3 separate regions of the Mus musculus genome follow, and all the other regions are linked to region 2. The links are chromatin contacts, called in public Hi-C and promoter capture Hi-C maps. All regions are on one chromosome and are shown on one strand. The core of a region is the stretch at or near the end of the contact, and the rest is flanking DNA. Distances in the headings are between cores, read along the strand shown. Region 1 overlaps Aox1 (aldehyde oxidase 1). Region 2 holds the start of Aox3 (aldehyde oxidase 3). Region 3 overlaps Aox1 (aldehyde oxidase 1).

Evidence for each region. Promoter capture Hi-C pulls out the DNA fragments that hold promoters and counts their contacts. A called contact is a pair of places that touch in the nucleus more often than the background predicts.
Region 1: a contact with region 2 is called in a promoter capture Hi-C map of liver. The contact joins the enhancer-like site here to the promoter of Aox3 in region 2. A contact is called at or near these places in 2 of 39 promoter capture datasets (both in liver), 1 of 15 datasets of contacts at CTCF or cohesin (the NIH/3T3 cell line), 9 of 484 Hi-C or Micro-C datasets (liver, nephron progenitors and uterus), 3 of 115 datasets of contacts at active chromatin or transcription factors (embryonic stem cells, hepatocytes and liver) and 3 of 9 other capture datasets (adipose tissue, liver and macrophages).
Region 3: a contact with region 2 is called in a Hi-C map of uterus, with 4 times the contacts expected there. The contact joins the enhancer-like site here to the promoter of Aox3 in region 2. A contact is called at or near these places in 4 of 39 promoter capture datasets (cranial neural crest, liver and stem cell-derived epiblast-like cells), 7 of 484 Hi-C or Micro-C datasets (cerebellar granule neurons, liver, nephron progenitors and 1 more), 2 of 115 datasets of contacts at active chromatin or transcription factors (both in embryonic stem cells) and 2 of 9 other capture datasets (adipose tissue and embryonic stem cells).

Annotation. Positions count from the first base shown.
Region 1 is chr1:58,076,552-58,081,020 of GRCm38.p6, reverse strand. Aox1 (aldehyde oxidase 1) reads right to left here. Exons shown (of 35, transcript NM_009676.2): 22 at 3,445-3,578; 23 at 2,508-2,595. Among named protein-coding and RNA genes, the nearest start is that of Aox3, 34 kb to the left of the region's middle. Within about 2 kb of position 2,895, at least 4 of the 459 cell types and tissues checked have an H3K27ac peak or open chromatin away from gene starts, as enhancers often do. A contact at or near this core is called in hepatocytes and liver, where this site is marked.
Region 2 is chr1:58,110,188-58,114,905 of GRCm38.p6, reverse strand. It overlaps Aox3 (aldehyde oxidase 3), which reads right to left and starts at 1,770. Exons shown (of 35, transcript NM_023617.2): 1 at 1,594-1,770; 2 at 1-35. The coding sequence starts at 1,647.
Region 3 is chr1:58,055,695-58,060,134 of GRCm38.p6, reverse strand. Aox1 (aldehyde oxidase 1) reads right to left here. Exons shown (of 35, transcript NM_009676.2): 8 at 3,841-3,921; 9 at 2,577-2,721; 10 at 1,911-2,003; 11 at 949-1,100; 12 at 663-756. Among named protein-coding and RNA genes, the nearest start is that of Aox1, 28 kb to the right of the region's middle. Within about 2 kb of position 3,059, at least 18 of the 459 cell types and tissues checked have an H3K27ac peak or open chromatin away from gene starts, as enhancers often do. A contact at or near this core is called in uterus, where this site is marked.

The sequences.
Region 1 (4,469 bases), core at 1,646-4,145, 35 kb after region 2:
TGAAGGATCATTTAGGTGAAAGGTATTTCTGTTTCAATGACCTGTTTTCATTTCTCCTCCCAACACTTACACCAACAAGATCATCATTTTCCTTCCAGAATGCTCACTGCTTTCAGATCTTTTTTCTTTTAGAAAGCTCCAGGCTGTGTTTTGTGGTGCTAAGTTTTTCAACAAACACTATTTTATTTTATACAATATAAGCTCTGGAGCTCCTCTGCTCACAACCATGTCTCAGACTCAGCTGCTTCCTGTCTGTATTCATCCTACCTCCGGGAGGCCACCTGCTCCATGCTCACACTGCTAAGGCCATCCTATCCAGAGAGGTCATGTCACCCTCCTGTCAGGGCTTAAGCCCAGTTATGGCATGTGACTTGCCAACAATCTACTCGGTGCACTGTGTATTCAGATGCTGCTTGCTGTGCCGGGAGATCTGGTTTCAGCCTGGATGATGGCATTGCCATGACACTTAGAGCATTTCTGGTCTCAAAGACTTGTAAAGGTTGTTTTCCATCTCCTGTGATTGGTCAATAAAGAGCTGATCAGCCAGTTATCCGGGCAGAAGAGAATTGGGCAGGACTTCCCAGCCCAGTCAGGAGGTCCCAAACAAAAAGAGAGAGGAGAAGAGGAAAGAGAAGGAAGGAAGATGAGTAGTCCAAGAGGATTAGTCATGAGGGTGCCATGAAAGAGTAGCCATTAGAATAAAGAAGAGGGACAGTATCAGGAGGATTTGTCATGAGCAGATCATTACAGGACAGCCATGAAGACACACATGGACCAGAGCAAGTCAGGGCAAGACTCAGATGCAGGTAAATGAGGCTGGGAAGTAGGAAGCCATGGAGGTTTAGAATAGATGGGTACCTACCCAGCATAGTGCCTGCAGCTTATTAATAAATTTATTAGGTCTCTGTGTCATTTACTCAAGAGCTAAAATGGGCTAGGATGGGCATAGAAACACCTTGTCGTTACTTGGGAACAAGTTGCGCAGGGAGCATAGAAAAGCTCCAGAATTACATCTACAACTTGGTCTCACTTTTTTGTATGAAGTTAAATTTAAATTCATTCTGGGGATCTAAGCCTCTCTCAGGCTGACATCTGGGCACACAAGACTGCATTTCCTAGCTACGCCACAGTGAGGTGCCAAAGTCAGTCCCAAGATGTCTGGACAGAAGTAAGGTCTACTACTTACAGGCTTGGCACCTGATAGATTAAGTATATCAGTAGTCCCTTGTCTACTGCCTGCTGCAGAAGGCTCTGTGGAGGACTCAGGTCCCCGCACAGATTCCAATAGAACTTTTGGGGACTACAACAACCTTCCGTGTCTACACTTGCAATATGGTAGCCAACAATTACAGGTGGGCACTGTGTACTTGAAACACTGTGTACAGCATAATCTTAGTTTAATTTTATTTTGTTAAATGCAAATTTAAATAGTTGTACACACCCAGTAGTTATCAGAGAGCAGTTTGAGGGGATAAAGGTGCTATTAGAAAAACAAGTCCCTGAATGATTGGAGCAAGCCCTCCCCTCCTCCAATCCATGCAAGCTACAAGGCTCCAACCTGAATAAGAAATAACAAAGTAAAGGTTTAAGATCCTGAGAGATTTGGGTTATTTGTGAAAGCTGTCGGCCAGCTTTAAAATGTAAAATAATCTCTTAAAAGGCAAAAAGATAATTATTTTCTACTATAGAATCTTTTGTAGGAATTTCTGGGTCATAGTTTTTCACAATACACTTGATATATTAAAAATGAGGAACCATCTGCAAATAATTGCAATTTCATATACCACCATTGTTATAGGAGTTATTCTATTTTTACCTTTTCTGTGTGGAAAGAATGGTTATCAGATCGACTTTCATGGACATACAGTCACATGTTTTCCAATCATTCATTCCGTAATGCTCAATTCTAGCTAGTACTTTCTCTCAAATTGGCATTGCTGAGCAAAGCAGGAAATCTCATTGAACGGGTGGTAATTAAACTGGAGCACAAGAAGTAGAAAATCTGACTACCATTTAGTTGTGGCTGGTTTTTATGTCAATTTGTCACAAGCTAGAGTCATCCGAGAGAAGGGAATGTCAGCTGAGAAAAATGTCTGCATAAGATTGGGCTATAGGCAAGCCTGTAGGGAATTTTCTTAATTAATGAGTGATGGGGAAGCTGGCTGTGGGTGGTGCCATCCTGGACTGGTGGTCTTGAGTGCTATAGGAAAGCAGGCTGAGCAAGCCATGTGGCACTAACCTCTCCTCCATGACCATCAAATCCTAACTCCAGGTTCCTAACCTGTTTGAGTTTCTGCCCTAATTGCTTTCAGTGAGGAACTAAAATATGGAACTGTGGGTGAAAGAGACCTTTCCTCCCTAATGGTGTTTCATCACAGCAAAGGAAACCTGACTATGACATATCTGTGTTTGTTCTTTCCCTGTCAGTGTAGCCAAACATTGCCCTCTGCCTTTACGAAGGTTCTCATTGCAACATGAATCCTTCCCTGACTCATTCTTCTGCTCACTTTATACTTTCCAAGGTAAGGATGGCGGCCTCCAGTTATTAACATGTCTTCTCCTCGTTCCAGAATGCAGCGGACTGCGCGACCGTGTCTGAGACAGAAAATAAAAATTAATCAATCAATCAAACAAACAAGCAAGCTAGCTGTTATTCCACAATCATATTATGCCTTCTAGGTGTGTTGGCTCCAAAGGAAATTTCCTATGGGGTGAGGTTTTTAAATCCTCATTGAAAAACAGTAAGATAAATAAATGTCAACTTAACCCAAAAACATCTATTAATTCAAGAGAGAGGAAAGACAGAGAAAGACAGACAGACAAACAGACATGGTCAGGAAAGCACAGGGAGAGAAAGAGAGGCTGATTGATTTTGGGAGATTAAGTGGGTTATGTATCTGACCCATAAGCAAATAGTTCAGACTATCAGTGCTAAGGACACCACCACCCACCTGGGACCTGTTTCTGTTGACTTTCCAAGTATTGCATATTTTATTTATTTATTTATTTGCTTGCTTCTCTGTCTGTCTCTCTTTCTACCTACCTACCTATCTATCTATTTTTTTGAGCCAGGGTTTTTCTGTGTATCCCTGGCTGTCCTTGGAATTTGCTCTGTGGACCAGACTGGCCTCTCAAACTCAGAGATCCTCCTGCCTCTGCCTCCCAAGCACCGAGTTTAAAGGCATGCACCACCACTGCCTAGCCTATGTATTATAATATTTTTATAATGGCTTTCGTCATATTTTCAGTGATTGGTGCTTATTTTGCTTCTTACAGAACTTGGCAATAAAAGACAAAGAAGTTTAATAAGCTGGCATCTCGCTCGGGTGTTGGTTTGTAATGTGTGATCTTAAATAGCCTTAGTCTAGATCCTTCCTCATTCCATGTCTTAGGATTAAGATTTCACTTCACATTCAATTTGTTTAATAGATTTCTCCCACTTACTTGCTAGCAGCAAATGCAGTGATGGCTGCCAAGATGCTGGTCTTGCCCACCTTCCCTCCAAATGCCCCGCCAACACGCCTTACATGACACATGACCTTGTTGGCTGAGAGCTTCAAGGTTGCAGCGACTATATCCTGTCAACAATAATGGTTTTCATTGCTCTGGCCCATCCTCGGCAAGATGTATGGCCATCATTGTTACGCCCACAATCCTAACAGGAAGCCTGCCCACTGAGTGTCACAACAATTGCACATTTTGTTTCCATGATGTTGAACACAAGACACAAGCCACGTGGTTCATATGGTTATGATAAATGACAGAAAGGAAAAGTGCCCAAAACCCTTACCATCACCAATAACTATTCTCCTGGCTAGAATGACATTGCTAACATGAACTCAATCTTTCCCTAGTGGTGAGATAATTCTGCCTGCTGGACACACACCCAGCGTATCCTTTCCACAATAATCCCTCAAGGGATGTTTCCTGAAGCAGTAAGATGTCACAACCCTGGGCCTCTCCACTTCTCACATCCTTTCTGGGTTACTGTGAACACTAACCAGTCTTCCCAGGACGTGCATTCCTGTTTTGGTCATCCTGTCACACAGGGAATGGAACACAGTTATCTGGTCCATCTTGGTGTCACACCCTCCCAGTGTTGCTGTTCACAGCTTCACTCTCCTCCTCTGGCTCTTTTGGTACCCATCACATCCAGATCCCCTCACTTTGCTTCTGACCTTTCCCTCAATGCTTAGACCAGTTCAGGCTGGCATCATCTCCTTTCTTGCATGTGAGTTCCCTGGGACACAGGATATAGGCAACCGATGTTTTTAGGAGAGACAGGTGGGTTAATGAAAGAGAGGTGTTTGTGCTTAGAACTGCCTGGGATAGAAAGCCTCTCTTCCACCACCTGACCTCACTGTACTACAGAGGCAAACAAAGGCTGCTCATCTGTAAGGTTCCCTGGGTGGTTCTGACCCTCACACACTCTCCTTTCTCTTAATTCCTCCACTCATGGCATTTTTTAC
Region 2 (4,718 bases), core at 521-3,020:
AAATTAACCTCAGGGTCTGCATTCCTCTCGGTGACCTGGAGAGAGGAAGTGACCGTATAAGTTGAGGAAGTTGCCGTGTTGGTTTCTGAATAGCAAGAAGGATTTAGAACATATTTGTTGACCTTGATTGCCTGACTTGATTAAACACCCATCCCTCTTTGCAATTATGAAATTATATAATGCTATATTGTACTTGGCTATACTTTGACAGGGAAATGTCTGGCTTTGTTTTAGAGGAGCAACAGAGATTTAACAAACCTTTGAATTCTAGCACAATATGGGTTCAAGAGACTAATAAAAAGTTGAAGAGCCATATACTTAAACAATTCGTGCATCCCTACCTTATAGTAGAAGACAGAGAATTAAACTAAGAGTTTTAATTCTTATCACTACCACCAAAATATTTTTGTTTTGTTTTGTTTTGTTTTTTGGTCTGTGTTCTCCATCCAGTTTTGAAAAGTTAAATAAACAGGAGCTCTGACAGCAGCAGACAAACAGCATTCCTTCAGCAGCCCTAGGAAAACACTCAGGAAAGCCCCACCTCTCCCTTTAGCATTAGTGTCTTAGACGAATGGTCACCTCCCCCAGGAAGGGATCACAGAGCAAAGAAAGGAACCCAGAGATGAAAGCCAAGTTCTCCCCAGTATTTGTTAGCCAAGAGATCTTGGCCACGTTGCACAATCACCCTGAGCCTTCACAGCACAGCATACAAAACACACACCTCACGCACACCCCACACAATACCACAAGCTCAGCTTAAACTCTGACTGCCCTTTTCCCTGTGCCAACAGTGCTGAGAACAGGCTGTGGACCTTCACATCATACACAATCGTCAAGAACGTCCAGCATATATGCAGACAGTACCGCAGTCATTTTAGGTCTTGTCTAGGTCTCAAGAGCTCAAGACAAAGAAGAAAAGGCTTCATTTCTTAAGTGAGACAAGACCCTTCATTTGTTTATTTGCTTGCTTACTTATTTACTTATGAGACAAGAGTCTCATTGCATAGCCCTTGATGTCCTGAAGCTCACTCTGAGACTAAGTTGGCCTCAACCCCCCTCCAATTCTGGCATTACAGGCATGAATCCAATCTTAAAGGAGTAAGGTGTTAACATGTAAATTAACAGTTCACCTGGCCTTCCAGTAGGTTTTTCTCTTCCATTCTTCCTGACCCAAGGGTTTAAAAGCATTTGTAAATAACCTAAAGACCTTGGACTCTGGATCTGTGCATACATGTGAAAGCAGAAGTTGGGTGGCACAGAAGTTTGAGTCAGAGCTGGAAGAGGTATTGAGGAAGAGTTAGAAGATTCTCTTGCAAGGAAGCCAGTGCCCAGTGCTTAGGTGCATTCAAATGAGACAAGGCTTGGTTTGGAGACACATAGCTGCACACTTTCTCCCTACTAGTCCCAAAACATTATAGATTCTCTCTCTCTTCCCCCCCTCCCTTGTTCCCCAAGAAGCATAGCAGATCGCTAGATCATTTGAGCAACAACTCCCCGACCCCACACAGCCCTTCATTTTGGCAATGCTAATGACAGATCGCTTCTACCAGAGTTTCTTATGTACATTTATTAATTACAGTGTAGAGAACTTACCTTTTTTCCATTCACAAAGAAAATAAGCTCATCTGACTCCTTAGAAGGAGACATTACTTGAGGATAGTCGTCCACACTCTGTGCAACTGTACCTAATGTGTCTAAGTCCACCTCTCAGATGAACTGCTGTGCTCTGCAGGAGACCGAATTGCCCTACAGGATTTAAATCTGCTCTGTGGCTTTGCCTGAGGACTCCTCCCACCCAGCCCTGCCCATCATCGCTCCCAACCTTCCTCCTGCTTCCAATTCCCTCTTTCCTTAAAACCTGGCCCAGCACCAGCTCCGGACTCACTTCTCCACGCCCCAGGCGCTAGCCACTAGAGGGCGTTTTCCAACAAGAAGGCGCTGTTATCGGTGACGTGGAAGGGATGCCGATGGGCTGCTCTTCACTGCTCTCAGATCTATGTCTTCACACTAAGTGTATTTGCTTGCTATTTTTGCCGTTAAACTATACAAAGAATGCTCTAAGAAATGATACAAGTATGAGAAGCAACAAAGTAGAATTTCTCTGTGCCAACATTTAGCAACCAGATTCACGCATGCTGTTGCAGGGTTAGATGGCATTTATGAACACACATAAATGCCCACATGGATTTTTGTTACTTTCTCAACAATATTTTTGTTAATTTCTAAAAGGTGAAATTAAACCATTCACATGATTTCAAAATTGTTTTCCTTTTTCTTTCTCCCAAGTTACTTTGGCTGTCTGTACCTCAGTGGATTTACCTAGGAGTTGGAAAAAACAAAACAAAACAAAACAACAACAACAACAACAAAAACATCTTCCTCAGGGGAAGATTGATGTGGGGATTAAAGGAGCCCATGCAGGGAAAGAGCTTAAAGCAGCAGCTGCACAGTAGAGGCACTGGGAATGTTACTACCAAACATGCCTGACAGTCATTTACATTGTGAATTGTTCTCAGATTTCCAGTTATAAATATTCTACAGGGCAGGAGAGGGCTCAGTAGATAAGAGCACTGGCTACTTTGTTGGGCAACACAGACTTTCTGTAACTCCAGCTCCAGGGGTATGAACATTTCTGCTCTCTCTGGGCATTGAGTGCCCAGGTGAGCACACAGACACAGACACAGAGACAGAGACAGAGACAGAGACAGAGACAGAGACAGAGACAGACACAGACACAGACACAGACACAGACACAGACACAGACACAGACACAGACACAGACACAGACACAGACACAGACACAGACACACACAGACACACACACACACACACAGAGAGAGAGAGAGAGAGAGAGTGTGTTAAAAATATGATGCAGTGGAAATTGAGCTCTATTTTTGCATATTTAGAGCCAACCTGTCCACCTACCCAGCTCCCTCATTCCTCTCTCTCCTTACTTTTATTTTAAGCAGGTTTTGTTTGTTTGCTTGTTTGCTTCTGGATTTTATTCTGCTAACTTTTATTTTAAAATTAGAATACAGAGTAAGAGGTTTCCTTACAGCATTTCATGCATATTTTGTTTTGGTTGAGCCCCACCCCTCGTTTGCATAACAGTTCGAAATCTCTCTCTCTCTCTCTCTCTCCCTCTCTCTCTCTCTCTCTCTCTCTCTCTCTCTCTCTCTCACACACACACACACACACACACACACACACACACACACACACACGCACACACACACACACACACACATGCAGTTAGGTGAGAGGAGAGTATGTGAGTCATGAAGCCAGAAAAGGAACAACAGGAGAAACAGGGGGGTGGGTGGATCCTAGAGTAAGTTAGGTGAAATCAGAAAGGGGATTGGTGGTGGGGTAGGGAAGAAGGGTATTGAGCAAGGGTTCCTGCTGAGCAAACTCTCTGACTGGAATTCTTGGCTTAGAAGTGAGTATCTTGCTGGAGGCAACTCTTTCCTGAGTCACGTGCGCCATACAAGTCCTGTATGGCAGGGTGTGCTTCTCATCTCCGTTGTTACCCCACCCTCCCTTTCTCCAGTATCTGAGGATGGTTCACAGTTAGCTGGCATTTCTCTTATCTTATCTACTTGCTATATATTTAGGGCATATTTCTATTTCTTTTTGTGTCCTTTCATTTTTATTAGGGTTTTTATGTTCTTAACTGAAGAATTTTGAAGCATATAATGGCTAATTGCATAATCTATAAATGTTCAACTCTTTTCTGATAGCATATTGTCAGTGAGGCAGAGCACCACACGGTCTTTCACTTCTTACATCTGCATCCTGGGGGGGGGGGGACTTCCAACCTGACACTCCAGCTGCTTAAGCTCTCCAGGACTGTCAGAGTGGTACTGAAAGACCCACAACGTGAGGACTCCCCCACGTTCTGACTCAGGAGAGGCGACACCCCAAAATCACCCACAAGAAACGGTCTTGTTGCAAACTGCAAGAGGATTTTTATTCAAGAGCACTCTCGGGCCCACGGTCATACACCACGCAGGGGTAGAGGACCGTGGTGCCCGAGTAGCTGGGTAAGGGGGTATTTAAAGGAAGAAACCACAACTCAAGGAAGTGGGGAGGGCGTTGTTGGAAGATACCAAAGATACCAGTTAAGAGTCACAAGGAAGTGCAAAGTTACAAGAGTCACAAGGAATACCTGGTAGCACATTTGCATTGCAAGGTTCTGGTAATGGTCAGGGTGACTTTCTTTGAATGAGCACTCTTTGAACCCAGGAAGCAGGTGGGTGGAGGAATGTCACTATCTGTTTTATGATTAGCATACCTTTACAAAGGCCACATTCCCAAGTCTGGGCCTAAAGGCCTAGAATTCTGTTTTTACTTTGTTATACTTTCAGTACCTGGCAGTACAGAGCGTGAGCGATGCCGGTGGGTTCCATGCTCACACTTTGCTGTAGATTCTTCTGACAGGGTGTTTCGTGTGACCTTAGGATGATGACTGTGATTGTGAGTGCCTGGATCCTATCACATCCTGTTCCAGCCCTGGGGTAGCCAAGGAGGAAGGCAGCCATGTCTTTTTGTCCAGTGGCTTGTTTGGTAACTTTTTCATCATGGAAGCTTCTACCTGCCAACCTCTTGTGATGTTTGAATGAAAATGGCCCCCATAGACTCAGATACTTCAATGCTCGTTCTTCAGTTGGCAGAGCTGTTTGGGAAGGATTAGGAGGTGTGGTCTTGTTGGTGAAGGT
Region 3 (4,440 bases), core at 1,810-4,309, 56 kb after region 2:
GAAACAAAATCCCTGCACTGAATTTCAAAAATAGCACTTAAGAACATGAATAAGTACAGCAGAAGGTCCAACAATTATTCAGTTGAAAAAGATCTATGTGCATTCAATGAAGATAAGCTAAGTACAAGTCCAAAGCAGGGAATGGGAGTCAAACCCCAGGTGCCATGGTGGAGTGTCTCCAACAAAGGACTCGGCGGCTCACAGAACCTGTGGTCTTTGCCAACGATCAACTCACATTAACCCAAAACGTAAATGCCAGAGGCTCCTTGTCACATTTACCATCACAAGGATGTCCAATGCAGGGTAAGAAAATGCCTAGCAGATGTGTGTGACCTATAACCAATAGGCTACAGGAATCCCAGGATAGCTACAAATGCAGCCAAACACATTTGTAATTACAGCATCAGGTCTCAAGGTCAAATCCTTTGGTCTTCTGGTAGAGCGGGGTCTCAAGAAGGAACAGATGGAGAGACTGGCAGATAGTTTTAAGAAAGATTGACCAACTTTTCAGCCTCAAAAAGGCAAAGGAAATTATTATTACAATGTGTTGCCATTTTCCAAATTGAACGTCCTGCCTGCTCAGAGGTGATAGGAACAAATCAAGGTTATATTACTACCCACCCCCCAAAACACACACACCCCAAGCAGAGACTGCTGTTTACCTTTGGACAGTAAGTTGAGGGTACAGTTACCCACAGCCAGAAGGGGATTCAGATCTGAGTCCAGATGTCTGCTCACAATGTGGCCCCCTAGAGACTTTTAAGAACAGACACTTTCACGTGTTACATAGTTACAAAGCGTAAGAACTAAGATGCGGCTTTAAGTCCTGTTTTACAGAGTGGTTCTCTTCATTTACTTTAAAGAACCCAAAGGAGTCACCAAGACATGAATGCCAAGGAGTCACCCAAAACATGAATGCCCAATGTTTCTTGTCAAATACATACATACAGCCATGTTCCTGATCTGGGAGCCAGCCAGAGTTCTCAGGTGCTTCAGGAGAGCACGGTATGTCTGTGTCTTCTCTTCTGGAAGCTTCTGGACTATATCAGCCAGAATGTCCTTCACCTGATCCAGGCTGAGGCCAGCACCCAGGGTCAGCCCTGAAGTAAAGCCTTGTGTGAGTAAGCTACATAATCACTGATGGCCTCAAAATGTTAGACCAAAGCTACAGGCATGGAACCTTTACACTGGAGGCATTCGATTGCGCTGCTGGTGACACAGTGCTGACTGTGGTGACAAATGACCATGATGGAGCTATCGATGGTGATGGAGGTGGCTGTGGTGATGGCAGTGGTGTGTGATGGGGTTAATGGTGGAGATCATGAAGGCTGGATTCTTTGAATACTGAATCTATCACATTTCGCTGGTAGCTTAAAAAAAAACTCCATGAATTAAACTAGGAGATATTAATAGGCTCATTTCATGGTCACAAAACTGAGATCCAGTTCAGCCACCTTCCCAGGATCTTAGAGATGCCATATGCCATAGTCCAAACCCACCCCACGGTGACTGCTGCTTCTCACTATCATTAGACCAATTTCCTTCACAGAAATGAAAAGGTCAGACTATAGCTGCTTAGTGCACAGCCCTTTCCCTCTGCTGGGCTCTGGAGAGCAGCGAGCTTGCTCAGGTTTCTTCATCTTTTACTCTGCACTCACAACACAGACTCTCCCTTGAATAGTCTCCCTGATCCTGCAGATATGAAAGTTTCTCAGTGAAAATCTGACTTCTCACACAGCATCTAGTGGAACTTTGGAGAATTCTTCCTGGACTCCCTCCAGATCTTCACCACACTGTCTGTAGAGAAGCCGTGAATTGTGACTAGAAACGACTCTCGCCTGTTGCTCTGTCGGACTAAACAGCTAACTTGATGAGCGCATTTCCATAGGAAAAGAAATCTAAGAACTCACCATCCCTGGCCTGGCTTATGACACCCAGCTCTTCAATTCTGTCAGGAGAAATTATGATGGGGTGGAAGACACCTTTAAACTTTACTTCAGGTCCTAAGGGATTGTGGTAGAGACACAAGATTAGAACAAAAAGACACAAATGACTCTCTACTTTGAATTATGACTAAACGAATGTCTTTGCACATAAGGAAGTTGTTTCCTTTTATTGGTCTGTTTATTGCAAACCACAAGCAGAGATATTTAGGGAGCCTTTGGAATTGTTAGCTCTAAAACGCGTGTGATACGGAACACTCAGATTCGCTTGGAGCAGATCCTGAAGGCCCTGCGAAGAGATGGGCAGCCACGCCAGGCCTATGTGGGAAAGGTGAAGGCTCCAAAACTGCTGTCTCTATAAAATATGCCAGAGCCACTGAGAAGCCATCCAAAGAGGAAAGACAGAGCAGTTTCAGGACGAGAGCCAGTGTGGTACCCAAATGGAAAGCCAGGATACCTGTACCCTGATGCTGGTTTACCATGTGGCCAGCAAGCCTGCCAGTGAGGCACAGGGCAGGCAGCTACCCAATGCTGTAACATTTCTTAAACAATACTGGGTTTTCTGGCTATTTTCCTGACATCAATACATTGAATTTGCTCCCTCATAAAATATCCCAAGAAGAGTCTACATACCCACAGAAGTGTACCCCATGACAATAGGGGCCTGGGGATACTTGAATTTAGCTTCCACAAGTTCCTTCAGAGTCACGGGGGAAATCCATGTCACCCTCTCACCATAAAACACTCTGGTCTTTGGTGGCTGTTTCTCAGCTATTCTCTATTGAAAAAACAACAGGGATTTGAGAGAGCTTGTGACAAAATTCTCTTCTGCTTTCACTCTAGAGAAAGGAAATCTAAAAACTAAATTTCGTGAGCTAAAAATAGAGCTTCCCCAGGAGCCAGAGTTCACAGTTTAAGGTCTGACGCAGTTTACCCATGGAAACAGCTCCCATCGGCTCTGACATCTCCCAGAAACCCATTTTGGCGTTCGCTAACACAGCAACATGCTCAATTTTGCCAAACTGTCAGAAAAATGAACTCGCGCATAAGTGGGAGGGGAAAACGAGTTGATGTTGAAGGACACTGATTGCATGTCTGTGACTTAACCAGCTGTGTGTGACATCCTCCACCCCTTGTGCTGGCTCTGCCCTCCACCTCTTCCTCCTCCCGCCCACACATTCTGGACTCTGAGGAGAGGACGCTGGCTGGCGCCTGTTTGCCCATCAGTATTTTTTTTTCTTTCTTTGTAATGTTTTCTTAATTCTTTGAGAACATTATATATGAATGTAAAACATCATTATTAAATTCCTCCCATTCCTCCCCTAATTCCCCCCAGATTCACCATCCACCCTCTCCTCCAGCCTCCCCGAAACCCCTGTGCAACTTCATTTTCTCCTTTTTATTTTTTTTCCAAAACCTACTGAATTCAATGTGTGCGATCCATCCACATGGATGTGGGGCCATCCACTGGGTCATGGTCAACCTAGGTCATACCCTTGAAGAAAACTGACCATCCCTTCCCCACAGCCTTTAACTAGCGACAGTGTGTGAGCTAAGGCTGGGCGCCGTGAGCCTCTCAGCTCTCCGTGCTGGATGTTCACTGGTTTGTCCTTGTGCAAACAATGACTTCATGAATGCAGTGATTCTGTCACATCCAGGAGACACTCTTTCCACCCCGTTTCTCTATGGTCCCTGAGTCTCGGGGGTGGGGTAAGTGTGATACATAAGTCCCATCCAGGCTGAGCACTCTGCAGATAATTACTGTCCACCCTCTGACAAGCTGTGAATTTAACCACTTTAACCGCTCTCCCCTGCACAGTGTCTCTGAGGAGATCTGGGATCTGCACCATGAGATTTTGAAAAGCCTCCTCCTGACATCGTACCATGAGTTCCTTACCATTAGCTCGGGAGGAAATATCAGCTCTTGGGTCGGGTCCAGTGGCAGAAATTCCTCTTCTGAGAACAGTTCTGGACTTGTCTTTAGAAAGAGAAAATGACAGAAGTTATCATCATAATACCTCTTATTCTCAGGAGAGAGCTCCGTTACAACCACTGTGGGCGCAGAAAACCACAGACAATTTGAACTTTAGGCTTTTATACACACTACATTTTTTTTAAAAAATCATTCTTATGGTAAATCTTTGCAACATACTCTAGTACTAAACATACCCTACCCCCGTCTTTTCATTTTTATAAAAAAGAATCTATAATTACTCATTGGCATATCTGAATTACCAGCATCCCTTGCCATGTGCTTCGGAGTCATTCATTATTAAGTATAATAATGATTATCTGAACACAGCACTGCGTGACTGAGCTAGTCAGTCTGATGGCCATGACAACTACTTAGTGACAGATGGGCAGGTGATGTATGCCCCGTGGATACACTGGATACATTCCAAGTAAGGCAGAGGACAGCGTAGTCAGAGTTCATTACGCTATTCACAATGGCGTGGAACTTGAAACATAAAAGATTTCTGGAATTTCCCACGTAATG